4 separate regions of the Zea mays genome follow, and regions 1, 3 and 4 are each linked to region 2. A link is a contact called in public Hi-C data. All regions are on one chromosome and are shown on one strand. Each heading gives the region's core, a stretch centred on a gene start, on an enhancer-like site or on the middle of the called end of the contact. The rest is flanking DNA. Distances are from core to core; before and after follow the strand shown. Region 1 holds the start of LOC100193389. Region 2 holds the start of LOC542759 (pyruvate, orthophosphate dikinase 1). Region 3 holds the start of LOC100285827. Region 4 holds the start of LOC103630348 (gibberellin receptor GID1-like).

Region 1 (3,439 bases), core at 260-2,759, 170 kb before region 2:
CGGGTCATAAGCATATGAACCACAGCATGATTTAAGAACTGGCAGGCCACACATGCCAGATCGACCACAGCTGAGAACGTCACAACGTACATGTTCCTGGATGCATGGGTATCATAAAAATGCAAAACCATGACATTCGACATGGCCCCAGAAATAGACATTTCACTATGAGTATGAATGGAACAAGATTACAATTGCAAACATGCATTGATCTGCCTTACCTCTAACAAATAAGCATGATTTCAGAATCCTGGGGTTTGGGCTTCAGTCATTCAGTGGCACAGAAGTCCTAACCTCTGATTCCCCAAACCCTTGAAATTTAATCTTGCCCTCAAATGCCTTAACAACATCAGGCACATCCTTAGCATGCCTCAACACATACCTCTCCGAGAAGACCCTAGAATTGGAAAGCAGTGGTGGAATCAACTTCTGTGTCCGCTTAAGCTTACCCTCCTTCATCAATATGCTCAGCACGGCGCACCTTGGCATGATATTCTTCTCCAAGCTCAACGCCAGAGTCAGTGGCTGCGCCATCACATCAGCTATCTCAAGCTTCATCACATCCAAGAAAAACCTGAACTTCTTCTTTATGGTCTCATCTCCGACGAGCAGTATGGTGGGCTGCGTCTTGAACGCCCTGAAAAGGTCAGATTCGGACACCCCGAAGCTCTTGAAAACCGCCACCTTGCGCACCATAGTCTCCCTCCTAAGGCTGCAAATGACGCGGAAGCCGTAGAGGAAGCCCGTATCCGTGACGCGGAGGCCGAGCGCCTTGAGGTCATGGAAGGCCTCGCGGATGCGCTCCGGCGGTGTCTTGATCATTCCCATGTGAATCATGAGAAGCTTGGCGATGGCTTCCATGGAGAGACCGTGGCTGAGGAACGCCTCGACGGCGGGGCGCATGGTGCTCTCGATATCGGTCATGAGCGCGCGGGGCACGCGGGAGACGGCGATGCGGATGTTGTCATCGGTACGAAGGATGGTGCGGAAAAACTCGATGCAGGGTATGATGTGTTTTTCCAGGCTGCGGGCGAGGATGTGGGGCTCGGTGGCGAGCAAGCGGGGCTGGATCCCGAGCGAGACGAAGAAGTCGAGCTTGGGGCGAATGGTGCGGTCTGGATCGAAGGTGAGCAGCAGCGGGTCTAAACGCACCGTGCGGGTGATATCCGCCTCGGAGAAGCCGTACTTGCGCAGGAGGGCCCGAACTGCGTCGGCCCGGTCCGTGTCCCGGATGCGGACCTTGCGAGCGGCGGCGACGGCGGGGGAGACACCGCAGGAAACCAGGTAGGAGACCGTAGTGGGGCAGGGCTCGCGGTCGGGCGCCGCCTGAACGGCGGACGAGTAGTAGCTTTGAGAGAGGAGGGCGCGCGCGTGGTTGGAGTGGATGGGATTCTTGCCGCTGGCGGCGGCGGCGGCGGCGGCGAGGATTGGGGAGAGGGGGATGGTGAGCCGCCGCCGGCAGACGTTCGCAAGCATGTTGGGTGCAGTCCGTTGGATGGTGAATTCAGCGTTGATTCGCTGTGTGTGAGCAGGGAAGGCCACCGTATCGTGTTTTGAGCATGGCCGTAGAGGACACAGGACCGGGCCTAATTCGCACACCGTAGCCGTCCAGGCTCAGCTCGGCCCGCGTACAAATAACTTTTGCCGCCCAGCTCAGCCCCAAAGCTTTAGCCTACGTCGGTTCAATTGCACTAGTAGCTACCGCTCGCCCAGCGCGCGGCCTGCTGCTGGCTCGCTACAGACGATGAAGAGTGGTCATGCGACATGAATCTTAATCATACCAAGTGAAAAAAACACCGACGTAGATATTGTTGGGAGCTATTTGGAAGCGTAGTTTTTTTATATAACTAATCTAACAATGATTATGTATATACGCACATGTTGTTTTTAGTAGTCGTGGTGGTCTATGTACGATTAGAATTGACATTGATCATCCAACGGTATCATCCAACAGCCGATAGGAAGGAAGATTGAGTTTAGTAGGCTCTATACACTATTCTAAATTAGTAGGGATGAAAAAGTCGGATATTATTTTTTGTCTTTTATTATTATGAATAAATAGGATATAAAATATGTTGTGTAAGTTTAGATTCTTATTTTTTACAATGATCTTTAAAAGTTTTATAGAAAGTAAACCTCAAATTTATTATATATCTTTTTAAATGATAGATATAAAATTCAGATACAGATATAGAAAAATTTTCATGTTTTTTTGTTGTAGAGAACAAATATTGTATAAAACAACTAATACAATATTTTATTCTTATTTATAATAATATGCATATAACACAACAAAAGATTAACATCGAACTTTACACAGATCTATATAAAAATATTAGATTTGTTCTATAATAGCTAGGGTATCCTCTCCTATCTAAAGTGTTTGTATCCAGCATATAACGTGCTTTCGTTCCTTGCCTTCGTGCTTGCCTTCTTTGTCATATTGATTCTTGTTTTTTTGGGAGATACTTTTTATTCTCTTTCCTGTCTGGCCACAGTATCGCTGCATGCGGTAGGCTACGCCTGAACCGGCGCATCGTCCAAGGCCTTGGCAGGCTAGCTGGCAGGCAGCAACGTGTACGTGGCTTCCTCCTGTGTGGTATGGCGTGCCCACATTGCCAGCCTTTGTCCGGCCGACTGCACGAAGCCACAGAGAAAGCGATGCATCTAGCGTCATCCTCGTGCACCGTTAGATTTTGATCATACGGACAAAAGAAAAAGTACTGACGTGTATAGGCTGGGAGAGCGTATTTGCTCCCAGCTTTAATATATAGAAATTTCAGCGCTGATCTACTTTCTACCTTAACTCGACAAGTGGACATTGGAGTTCAAATGGAAAAAAAGTGGACATTGCAAATTTCCCATTGCTTTATTGCGCAAACTTGAACTAGAAAGCTGTGAAAATGCAAAGTGTCATTGGAGGCCGTTTTTGCAAAAAGAGGTGCCAAATTTTCTAATACTCCACTACTACAAAACGACTCTTTTTTTCCTGGCCATTGAAACCCCTCCCCATGGCTGCTATGCTTCTTGTTGGCTCCGATTTGAATCCAAACATTAGAGATGTATCAACATACTGTGCTTACTGCCAGGGGACGATCCACGATGTTGGGCCGGACAGTGCGACGACCTCGCTACAGGAGGGTTTTCTTCCCTACGTCAAGTCGTATGGTCCACGCATGGGGTTCGAACAGTCCGCGATGGTGCAGTGGTCTTTTTCTCCAACAGAACCCTAGATCTCGGCTCCCGGGAGGGACCTCGTCGGGGAGAAGAGATCCAAGGGTGCTACGGGATCGGCAGACCACCGGGGCATCCCAAGACGTCGTAGAGCCGTAGAGGGATTAAGAAATTAGATTGAGGAAGACTAATTGCCGCTACTCCTAGGGCAAGGAAGTAAAGGAAACGATAAACAAAAAGTAAATAAAGTAGATAATATTGATTT
Region 2 (3,315 bases), core at 21-2,520:
GAGTAAACTCTAAAAGAACAAAGCTCCAATGAAAATTTAGGTTTTTATGTGGTTAGTCATAGGGCAAGTTGCAAACAGGTGTTGATCTAAAAAGGAAGTAGTAGGGAAATGTGAAGTGTCTTTGCGAGGAATTGGAAAATGAAGATCACATTTTCTTTGGGTGCATCATGGGAAGAACCATTTGGGACTCTTTTAAGGAGGCCTAAGAATGCCATAAAGTTTGCAAGATCTTTTTGAAGAGTGTCTACCTATAAACAATAGTAAATATCATGTCAAAATTTTCATCTTCGCCATTATTCTTTAGGAGAATTTAGAATGTTCCGAATAAAATATGGATAGAAAAGAAGTTCCCAAAGTCATCCAATTTTCTACAAAATCTTCAACTTTAAGATTGAGAGTGGGTGTTGTAAAGTTCTTGGAAGATGAGTTGAACCCCATGGAGGCGTTGGCTAAAGTACTGAAAGCAATCTAAAGACATGGAGGTGGAAGGCCTGACGTAGATAGAGAAGATGCTCTTAGCTTTCATTGTCTTTCTTTTGTAGTCATCTGATTTACCTCTCTCGTTTATACAACTGGTTTTTTAAACACTCCTTAACTTTTCAAATTGTCTCTTTCTTTACCCTAGACTAGATAATTTTAATGGTGATTTTGCTAATGTGGCGCCATGTTAGATAGAGGTAAAATGAACTAGTTAAAAGCTCAGAGTGATAAATCAGGCTCTCAAAAATTCATAAACTGTTTTTTAAATATCCAAATATTTTTACATGGAAAATAATAAAATTTAGTTTAGTATTAAAAAATTCAGTTGAATATAGTTTTGTCTTCAAAAATTATGAAACTGATCTTAATTATTTTTCCTTAAAACCGTGCTCTATCTTTGATGTCTAGTTTGAGACGATTATATAATTTTTTTTGTGCTTAACTACGACGAGCTGAAGTACGTAGAAATACTAGTGGAGTCGTGCCGCGTGTGCCTGTAGCCACTCGTACGCTACAGCCCAAGCGCTAGAGCCCAAGAGGCCGGAGGTGGAAGGCGTCGCGGCACTATAGCCACTCGCCGCAAGAGCCCAAGAGGCCGGAGCTGGAAGGATGAGGGTCTGGGTGTTCACGAATTGCCTGGAGGCAGGAGGCTCGTCGTCCGGAGCCACAGGCGTGGAGACGTCCGGGATAAGGTGAGCAGCCGCTGCGATAGGGGCGCGTGTGAACCCCGTCGCGCCCCACGGATGGTATAAGAATAAAGGCATTCCGCGTGCAGGATTCACCCGTTCGCCTCTCACCTTTTCGCTGTACTCACTCGCCACACACACCCCCTCTCCAGCTCCGTTGGAGCTCCGGACAGCAGCAGGCGCGGGGCGGTCACGTAGTAAGCAGCTCTCGGCTCCCTCTCCCCTTGCTCCATATGATCGTGCAACCCATCGAGCTACGCGCGTGGACTGCCTTCCCTGGGTCGGCGCAGGAGGGGATCGGAAGGATGGCGGCGTCGGTTTCCAGGGCCATCTGCGTTCAGAAGCCGGGCTCAAAATGCACCAGGGACAGGGAAGCGACCTCCTTCGCCCGCCGATCGGTCGCAGCGCCGAGGCCCCCGCACGCCAAAGCCGCCGGCGTCATCCGCTCCGACTCCGGCGCGGGACGGGGCCAGCATTGCTCGCCGCTGAGGGCCGTCGTTGACGCCGCGCCGATACAGACGACCAAAAAGGTATCCCTTGCAGCTCTTAGAAACTGAATTCGCGAGGCAGCCAGCCAATATAGCCGAGAGAGCATTTTTTGATTGGCCGGATACATGTATGTTGCTGTGACTGCTGAGATGAAAATTAACGGACAGGAAACACATAAATAAAGACAAAAAAAAGTCAAAAAAAACCCCGAAGTATACATGTATATATAAAGTCACTCAGTAATATACACATAAAAACCGGTCTAATCCGCATGTCGTGCGTTAACGTATTATAATATACGTAATATTTGGTGATTAATAGATATATTAATATAACACAAGTACACAGAATTACGTATAGATTACGTATATCATGAATATGATTCCGCAAATACGAAAGGAGTTCTCACAAATACAGAACACAGGACAGGATACACACGCCACCACACATAAGTTGATCCCGCCGTCGAGCGCGAGCTCATGTCTTCCCACCAAGGCGTGTCAAGGTGTCCTCGCAAGCGTGGAGATGAACAAGTGTTTTCTGAAATGCTCATGTCCGAGCTCACCACCATATGGACAGTTCCAACCCGACGAGCAAGGTGGTGTCTCCACGACCGACGCTGCCCGTACCACCAACGTTTGCGTTACAACACCTGTGGTCCTTGTGACCACCTTCGCTTAAATTTAAACCTAATTATGAAAATCATTTACGCAGAGGACATCGAGAATAGTAGTAGTAGAAGTAAGAATTCCCAAACAAGTTCTTGTTTTTGTTCAAAACATTCAAATTTTCATAAGAATAAGTCCTTCCTTTTTTTACTCCAAACTTGGGAAGTGGGACTAACTAGACTAGAGCATTTCGGGCTTGGCAGGCAATTGATATGGCCCGAAAAGACCCATAAGGTAGGCCCATTCAAGCTATTGGAGGTGTTTGGGTAAGGAAAACGGGCATCAGACAAATTAGGCCCATCCCATGAATGCATAGCCCAGCCCAAACCTGGTTCAAATAGAGGGCTCAATCATATCAAATGTGAAGTGAGGTTTTTTTCTCTCGACGCAAGAGCATCTCCAATAATTATCATAAAAAGTAGTGAATTAATAACTTCCCTCAATACCTAAAAGTAGACATATCGGATCAGATCAATATCGGACCTTGGGTTATTTGGTACGACTCGCGCCCGATTCGTGTCTAGTATCGGGCCAGGTTACCTGTGTTTCTTGGTTGGATGTGTTGGGTCGGTTTTTCGATAAAAATCATGGCCCGCGTCTGACACGTGGATTATAGCGGGTCAAAATCTATAGCCCTTGCCCGCCCGTTGTATTAGTCAGATCGGGTCAGGTTGGTTGGGTCGAGTGACACATGCTCATATCTACCTCCTAAATAATAGAAGATGGTTGTGCATTAATAATTCTGGACTATTTTCAAATATACCCTGATCACTTGCAATATTTTTTTATTGGGTTAGACCTGAGGTATTAATTGATTGTGGACGTTAGTGGACTTGGGTTTAGGGTTGCATCAATACATAATATCTCTTTGGAACATGTAAATATAATCCTTTTTTTCAAAAGAAAAAAAAGTTGATCCTGCTGGCCGGTGATCGATATTATCTTGTCTTCAATCAAATCAAAACTGCCGAAGCGTTAGTTCCATGCCTTGA
Region 3 (3,828 bases), core at 978-3,477, 250 kb after region 2:
CTTACAACCCAATCTTCAGAAGTATCATGACCAGGGAAAGCCTGAGATCAGTATAACAATATGTGTTAGAATTATATATAGTATATCCACAAAGTGCTAAAGTTCACATGTTTCGTAGCACTACAGCATGCCAGCAAGCTGCCGGCTCAAATGCAACAAGAAAGACCAGCATGCCACATGCGCCCATAGAGGGTCATGCAATAAAAAACAGAAGCTCAATTCAGTGACAAGAGCGCACGTCAAATTCACATAAAGTGAGGGAAAGGTTAAACTAAGAATGAACTTTGGCCATACTAAAAACCAATGTTATCGAATCGTCTAACCATTCCTAGTCACTGATGACATCAGTCAGTCCAAGACTAATCATGACTAATCACAATTAATCGTGACTAATCGTAGTTCATAGCTGATCGCCATGGCAGCAATCAGCCCAGCTAATCGTGACTAAAAACCAATGTTATCAAATCATCTAAATCGATTCTAGTGACCATGAGACCGATCAACCTGACTAATCATAGTGCATACTTGATTGCCATGGCAGCGATCAACCTGCTAATCGTGATTAGTCATACGACTTGATAACATTATTATAAACAGATTCAAGTTTGTTAGCAGATGCCCAAGTTAACAGAAAATGACTTAAAGTCATCCTAATTTGGGTGCTCTAATCATGTACTCCAACTCACATGAACCATCCCTCCGAAAGCACATGATAGGCATGACTAATTCCACCAGTAGCAATAAACAGCTATCACTTGTGAGTAAAACCAAAAAATCTCTTGTTTACGTACCTTGTCGGCAAGCATCTGATGCAGCACCCTCACAACCTGCGCGCCAGCAGAGTGCCCCACAAAATGCACTGGGTTGTGCTCGTCCCACACAGGATAGTGCCCTGCACCAAATTAGAACAGCCATGTAAGAACTAATGGATAAATAAATTTTTGAAAGGTCATGTCCATGTATTGTGTTCTTTGGAATCTCTACCTGTGTGATATATTCTTCCAAACCTGTTGTGGCCGCAAGCCTTGCTGTGCTCCTCGCCGTAGTCCACCTGCCCACCCTTGAGGTAGTAGAAGAGCTCACGCGCCCTGCATCGCTAGGAACAATTAACTCTCCAGCGATCTATATTCATGGGAACATAATCTTTCTTGTTCACAGACACGGAGAAGATACCAAATCATAGTAAGTAACATAATAATCTACTATTAAGGCGATTCAAAAAGTTAAAGCAGCGGGCAACTACCAAACGGGAATATTTGGCAGGTTTTTTTATTACGATGAATTGATTGATAATGATCAGAGAAGTATCTCCGCTAGTAGTAGTAGTTTTTTTTTTGAACCACCCACCTGTCATGGATGCTGGTGAGCGACCCCAAATCCGGCACGAGCACGCGGTCGTCCTTCTTCTCGGCGCCGGCGAAGTAGGAGAGGCCACCGAGCCTCTGCGCACGGAAGCAAAGACCGAAGAGGAAAACACGTGAGGACGCTGCCGCCACGGCATTTCACCAAACACTCGCCGCCCCCGCCAGGAAGGCTGGAAGAGAAGAGAAGAGAGAGAGAGAGAGAGAGAGAGAGAGAGAGAGTTTAGAGAGAGAGAGAGAGAGAGAGAGAGAGTTTCCGATTGGCTTCGTACCCCTTTGCCGAAGCCGAAGATGCCGTGGACGAGGACGATGGGCGGCGGCGATGCATCGAGGATGACGGGCGCGGCGCCCCTGAGCTCGTCGCTCTCACCCGCCGCGGCGACGTCGACGAGCGCTCCCCCGGTCGAGCCCGCCGCCGCGGGGGGTGGCCGGCGCAGTAGGAGACACCCCGACGCCGCGGCCGCCTGCGAGATGTCTGCGGCGACGGCCGTGCTGAAGACGTAGAGGCCGAAGAGCATGTGCACGGTGGCGCTGACCCCGAGCTCCATCAGGCTAAGGATGAACCGCGCCATCTTGTCGTGGCAGCGGCGGCGGCGGCGTGCCGTTGGTCGTTGCCCTATGGATCGGGGCGCCCCTCTCCTGCTATTCCTCCTCTTGCCGCGCCAAGAAGAGGAACAGGAGGAGGAGGCCAACGAACGAAGGGAGGGAGGAAGGGACGGACAGAAAAAGGAACGGTCGCGCCCTCCGGATTGGGCCGCCGCCGCGTCTGCGCTGTGCCGCTGTGCTGTCCGTGCTCCTTCGCGCTCGCGCAGTTTGGTTGTGGGGACGGAGGCCAGACCGCCAGAGGGGAGGGTCTCTCTCTGTCTGTGGCCCCAACCATACGCTTGGCTATTTATAACTGGCGGGCGTGGGGTGGGATGGGACGGGCGCTGGATGCTGCCGTGATGGACTGATGGGTGCCTCGTTGCTCTGCGCGGTGGTGGACTGGTGGTTTCGGGGCTCGGGACTCGGGAGTCGGGGTCCGTGTTGGTGGGCGGTGGCCTCCCGGGCCTGTTCCTGGTCGGTGTTGGCTGGGTTGGGTGCGGGCGAGAGGGGGAGACCGCGCGGGGCTGTGCCTGGCTGGGAGAGTATGGGCCAGGCGGCAGGTCGCGTGCTGTTGGTAGTTGGCGTCTACGTTTCTTTGTGACTCTGAGCTGACAGGCGATGACGAGGCGGGCGTCCTGCTGCTTGCCTGCGTGGCTCCTCTAATTTTGTCCTCACTACATTGTCAAAATTTCACTCTATTTTTTTTCATCTCCAGCATTAGTTTTCTCTAAATAATCTTCCTATAGTCCACTACAAGCATAAAATATCATTTTATATCTCTATTTCTCATCCACTAATAATTTTTCATCTACTAACAATTACCCGATTACACAAAACACGAAATGTAACCGTGCCAAAGGAACACCACACAACTGATGAGAGAGAGAGAGAAAACATCCGACGTTTGGGAGGCGCGGAAAGGGCAACCGGTGCGGCTTCTAGTGAACAATTGTAGCCGCCTAAATGGTGAGGGGTAGCGGGTAGCAGACGTCGTTACACATGGCCTCATGTCACCTCCAACAATCCACCCTACCGTTCCCTCACCTCATATATGATGTACTTTGGAGGGGGGAGCTGTTCGAACGGTTCTCCCATAGCACACAATAGGGCATGTTTAAAAGTGGAGTTTTTTTTAGGCCGTAGTATTTTAGTACTATGGTATACAATATGCTACGATAGAATACATAGTTTCAGTAAAATTAGAGTAAAATCAAATTATTTGTTGATACATAGCGCTATTTGATAGCACGGTTTTTTGCAGCACAATTTTTTTATTATCACTATGTTTGACGTTCCTCTTGTTGTAAATAAAACATGTGCAAAAAGGGACGTGGAAGTAGTGTGCTGATGGGGACGGGTGGAAGCGGCGAGCGGTTTGAGATGGGAGTCGACGACGAGGGATGGGGACGGGCGGTGGGCAATGAACGGGCCACGACGGCAAATTGACGGATGATGGGGACGGACAATGATCAGTTGAGGAAGGAAAGTCTTGCTGTAGAATGACGAAGAAGGAGAGTCATGGGAACAATGAAAGATTGGGCGAGGGGAAGATAAAGCCTTAGCAAGATCATCGACTCCAAGCAGTCGCGCGTGCATTGGCTCTGCCATGAAATATTTTTGGTCGCGATTTCACATGTCTTGGAAACATGTTAGCACCATGTCACGGTGATGAAACTGATATCTTCTCTTTGTTATTTAAACATTGATATGTCATCGCACCATCTAATACGGTCTAACAATTAATGTGATAAAATGTTTGGTGACATTGTTATTGAGAATAACCTAAAAATTAACGTGATAAAATGTTTGGTGACACTGTTATTGAGAATAACCTAAACTCAAGGATAGTGTGGTGGTCTAGGACTGGCCAATCTTATCGAAT
Region 4 (3,786 bases), core at 845-3,344, 130 kb after region 2:
ATGCAAAACGGGCTATGTTTCAAGTGTGGTGTGGGAAATGGAGAACTAATCATTCTTGTGCACAACGCATTCCTCTTCTTCACGTGTTGGAGGAGCTTTGGGAAAATAAAGCAACCCTCGCTACGAGTGAAGATGAGTTTCTCGCTCTTTTTCGCTAGATCTACTATGTGGACATGTTTTTATTTGCTACATATAATTTTATCCATTGGTTATGTTCTAATTATTTTAGAAATTAACTTAATATTAAAATATTCGCTCTTCTTAACCGATTTGAGCTACCAGTCCAGGGGTGGACTATAAAACAAAAGTTATGCGGATTACATATCAGGGACATCGGACTGCTTTAGAGGTAGTTAAGGTTCAGATACATGAGTGTGTACCGACAACAGTACCCAAGTTGCAGGGTCTGAAGAGAGCGGGTGGCATTTCTTCTTGTGTGCAATGGAATAATTATTTTACAGGAAAAGGCTGTAGGGAAAACCTCTACATCACGAAAAATATTTTATTACTATAAGAGAAAAAAATTGTACAAACCGAGTATTACAGTGTACAAGAACTTAGAAGAGAAGCATAAGAGAGATAGGGAGGGAGCAGTGGAATAATATTGTCATGGCAGATGGAGTGTCAGATGAGCTACAGTGCCTGTGCACTTCAAGTTGTGGCAGAGGGGGGGGGGGGGGGGGGGGGGTTGAATACAAGGCTGACTTTTGCACACATCAAGGTTTCTACGAGGCCATGGTGATGTTGTTTGGACTTTACAAACGCTTTGGCTATATTTTAGAGCTTGGTGAACAATATTTTTGTAGCGCTGCTCCACCGGAGTGTATTGATCTTCGTGGACTGCATTCTTATGAATAGCACAACAATGGAAGAACACGTATGAAAGATCGAAACAAGCGTTCGAAGAGAGCGAATTAGAGTCAATAAAATTTTTATGCACAAGGCAATCTTAGTCTACTTCTTCTCAAATCTTCACCAGCACATCCCCATTCTCTCTCGCCCCACTGACAGTTCCCGTGATTCTAAAGACGAAGATTATGATGTTTTTATGAGATGTAGTAATCATACTTTTTATATGCTGCGTTTGGTCACCATTAATGAAGTTATTTGCATGTATAAGAATGTATCACCTGGTTTTGTACTTTAAAATCGAGTGGTGTGACAATTCATCTAGTGTTGCATACTTCTCAGCTGAAGAAACACATTTGCATGCATGGATTGGTGTTTAAGGATTTGGCGTTTCTTTGCTTGGAGTCGGATCGAGTTTTGCTACCAAATTAAGATACTGGCTCGACGCCTGATTCACAGAGGTGGGGAGATCATGAGGCAGAACTTGGTGACACACGACATCTCACCGCGGGACTCACACCAGCCTGGTTGTCAAGGACGGGAGAGGGTAACGGTATAGACACTTGTCAGGTGTGCCATCGTGGTCAGGTCGCGCGGCGCGGTTGCTTGTCTGTCTGTCTGGCCACAGCAGAATATTGTAAGCTTGAGTCAGGGATCGAAATCTATAACTGAAATTTCCAACGGATACTGCGGTTGCCCAAATTCACTTCTGTCTGGCAACGGAGCCTGATTCACTTATGTTGCCCAAATTCGTGCTATGTCATGTCATTTCTTCTGAATGTTGTATCGTAACCCCATGTCCAGGGCTCCAGGCCACGACGACCACGACGCAGGACAAAAGGCAAGCGAGCACGAAAAGCACAAGGGGCAACTTTCGTCCCAAAGGGCGGCGCCACGCAAGGGGGGGGGGGGGGGGGGGGGTCGATTCGTCGTCGTCGGGCGCCTCGGCTCGGCAGATCCATCCAAACCTTCTCGCGAAACCCTCAAAAAGAAAGAAATAAACAAACAAAAGCCAGGCGAAGAGAGAGAAAGGAAGGAGGAGTTGATCAGTGAGAGGGAGAGAAAAATATTGGCAGCTTGGGTAGGGAGAGAAGTGGGCGCGTGTGGGCCCCGCATCCCCCGCGGGTTTTACTTTTTGAGCCGGCCGGTTTTGTCGTCTCCTCCGTCCGTCCGTCCGCCTCCGCCCGCCCCCGCTATTACCCCCCCTCCCCTCCTTCCTGTTGCCCTCCATCTCTCCCTCGCCCCCTGTGCCCCCGCCTCACACACCACAGCCTACAGCGCTTCTGCTCCAGCGCCCGCCTCGCCTCGCCTCTTCTCCTCGTTCTGCCGCCCGCGCGCGCCAGCCTGGTGCTCGTTCCCCTTCTTGGCTCGTCGAGCCCAGAGGTTGGTGGCGTCAGGGATTTGTATTGGAGCGGAGGAGAAGGGGGCTTTGCCCCGAGGAGATCGGGGACGCGGGAGGGCGCGGCGCTCGAGCCGAGCTCGGTTCAGCGGGATCACTTGGCGTGGCCGGTCCTCCGGGGCCCATGCCGTGAGCAAAGCCAGGCTTTGTTGCCCGGGGGAGAGATCTTGCGCTTGCAAGCGGCGCCCGCCCACCGCCATGGCCGGCAGCGACGAGGTCAACCGCAACGAGTGCAAGGTGCGCGCGATGCTGCCGTTGCTTCCTTCCTTGGGCTTCCTTCTTGTACTGATATACTAGTTTGGCGCGGGCATGTGCTCCGCCGTCCTTGCGTCCGGCTCCCGCCTCGGTTACGCGTTTGGGGGAGCGTTCTTCTGTAGGGGTGCGCCAGGGCTGCGGCTCCCGATTTGTGCCGCCGCTTTATGATTGGGTGGACGGTGGATTGGGGGCCAGCGCTGGCCGGCGATTTCCCGGTCAATCGCTGCCTTCCTTTCCCCTTTGGGCTCAACCCCCAATTTTATCCTCTTCTCGCTTGCCCCCGTTGTTTTGGGAGTTTGGGAGGGAGTGGCGATGGATGCCCACGGAAATGGCTGCCTAACAAGACGGTAGCGACCAAAGCTTCCATCTTTTCTGGCAAGAGGAGGCCAAAGATCGCAGCTCTCGTTGCCGTTCTCACCCATGCCAGGAAACTGCAAAAGGAATAGGAGGGGGGTGGGCTGAAACTGTTGTTGATGTTGGTTTCCTTCTTGTTGTACAGGGTGCGGTGCCGATCCACACATGGGTGCTCATCTCCAACTTCAAGTTGGCGTACAACATGCTCCGGCGGGCCGACGGCACCTTCGACCGCGACCTCGCCGAGTTCCTCGACCGCCGGGTGCCGCCCGACGCACGGGCCCAGGAGGGGGTCTCCTCGTCCGACCACGTCATCGACACGTCCACTGGCCTGGAGGTCCGCATCTACCGCGCCGCCACTAACAACGGCGGCGCGGGCGCGGCCGCGGTCACCCTGCCCATCCTTGACTTCCTCGGCGGCGGGCCGTCTCCGGACCCGTTCCCGGTGATCCTCTTCTTCCACGGCGGCAGCTTCGCCCACTCGTCCTCCGGCACGGCCATCTACGACAACCTGTGCCGGCGGTTCGTGAAGCTGAGCAAGGGCGTGGTGGTGTCCGTGAACTACCGGCGCGCCCCCGAGCACCGGTACCCGTGCGCCTACGACGACGGCTGGGCCGCGCTGAAGTGGGCCACGTCGCAGCCCTTCCTCCGCAGCGGCGGGGACGGGCGGCCCCGCGTGTTCCTGTCGGGCGACAGCTCGGGCGGCAACATCGCCCACCACGTGGCCGTCCGCGCCGCCGACGCCGGGATCAACATATGCGGCAACATCCTGCTGAACGCCATGTTCGGCGGCACCGAGCGCACCGAGTCGGAGCGGCGGCTGGACGGCAAGTACTTCGTCACGCTCCAGGACAGGGACTGGTACTGGAAGGCGTACCTGCCCGAGGACGCCGACCGGGACCATCCGGCGTGCAACCCGTTCGGGCCGA

The links. Hi-C and Micro-C count contacts between places; a contact is called where the count stands out from the background.
Region 1: a contact with region 2 is called in a Hi-C map of endosperm, with 2.1 times the contacts expected there. The contact joins the promoter of LOC100193389 here to the promoter of LOC542759 in region 2. A contact is called at or near these places in 2 of 25 Hi-C or Micro-C datasets (endosperm and leaf mesophyll).
Region 3: a Hi-C map of ear shows a contact between it and region 2, with 1.7 times the contacts expected there. The contact joins the promoter of LOC100285827 here to the promoter of LOC542759 in region 2. A contact is called at or near these places in 4 of 25 Hi-C or Micro-C datasets (ear, leaf and tassel) and 1 of 3 datasets of contacts at active chromatin or transcription factors (leaf).
Region 4: a Hi-C map of endosperm shows a contact between it and region 2, with 4 times the contacts expected there. The contact joins the promoter of LOC103630348 here to the promoter of LOC542759 in region 2. A contact is called at or near these places in 11 of 25 Hi-C or Micro-C datasets (bundle sheath, ear, endosperm and 4 more).

What each region holds. Positions count from the first base shown.
Region 1 is chr6:156,908,918-156,912,356 of Zm-B73-REFERENCE-NAM-5.0, forward strand. It overlaps LOC100193389, which reads right to left and starts at 1,510. Exons shown (of 1, transcript NM_001138518.2): 1 at 1-1,510. The coding sequence starts at 1,476. The coding sequence ends at 265.
Region 2 is chr6:157,075,078-157,078,392 of Zm-B73-REFERENCE-NAM-5.0, forward strand. It overlaps LOC542759 (pyruvate, orthophosphate dikinase 1), which reads left to right and starts at 1,271. Exons shown (of 19, transcript NM_001112268.2): 1 at 1,271-1,696. The coding sequence starts at 1,472.
Region 3 is chr6:157,321,396-157,325,223 of Zm-B73-REFERENCE-NAM-5.0, forward strand. It overlaps LOC100285827, which reads right to left and starts at 2,228. Exons shown (of 8, transcript NM_001158717.2): 1 at 1,634-2,228; 2 at 1,348-1,442; 3 at 985-1,088; 4 at 792-892; 5 at 1-41. The coding sequence starts at 1,933.
Region 4 is chr6:157,208,882-157,212,667 of Zm-B73-REFERENCE-NAM-5.0, forward strand. It overlaps LOC103630348 (gibberellin receptor GID1-like), which reads left to right and starts at 2,095. Exons shown (of 2, transcript NM_001322979.1): 1 at 2,095-2,485; 2 at 3,003-3,786. The coding sequence starts at 2,447. It overlaps LOC103630347, which reads left to right. Exons shown (of 2, transcript XM_020540246.1): 2 at 1-223.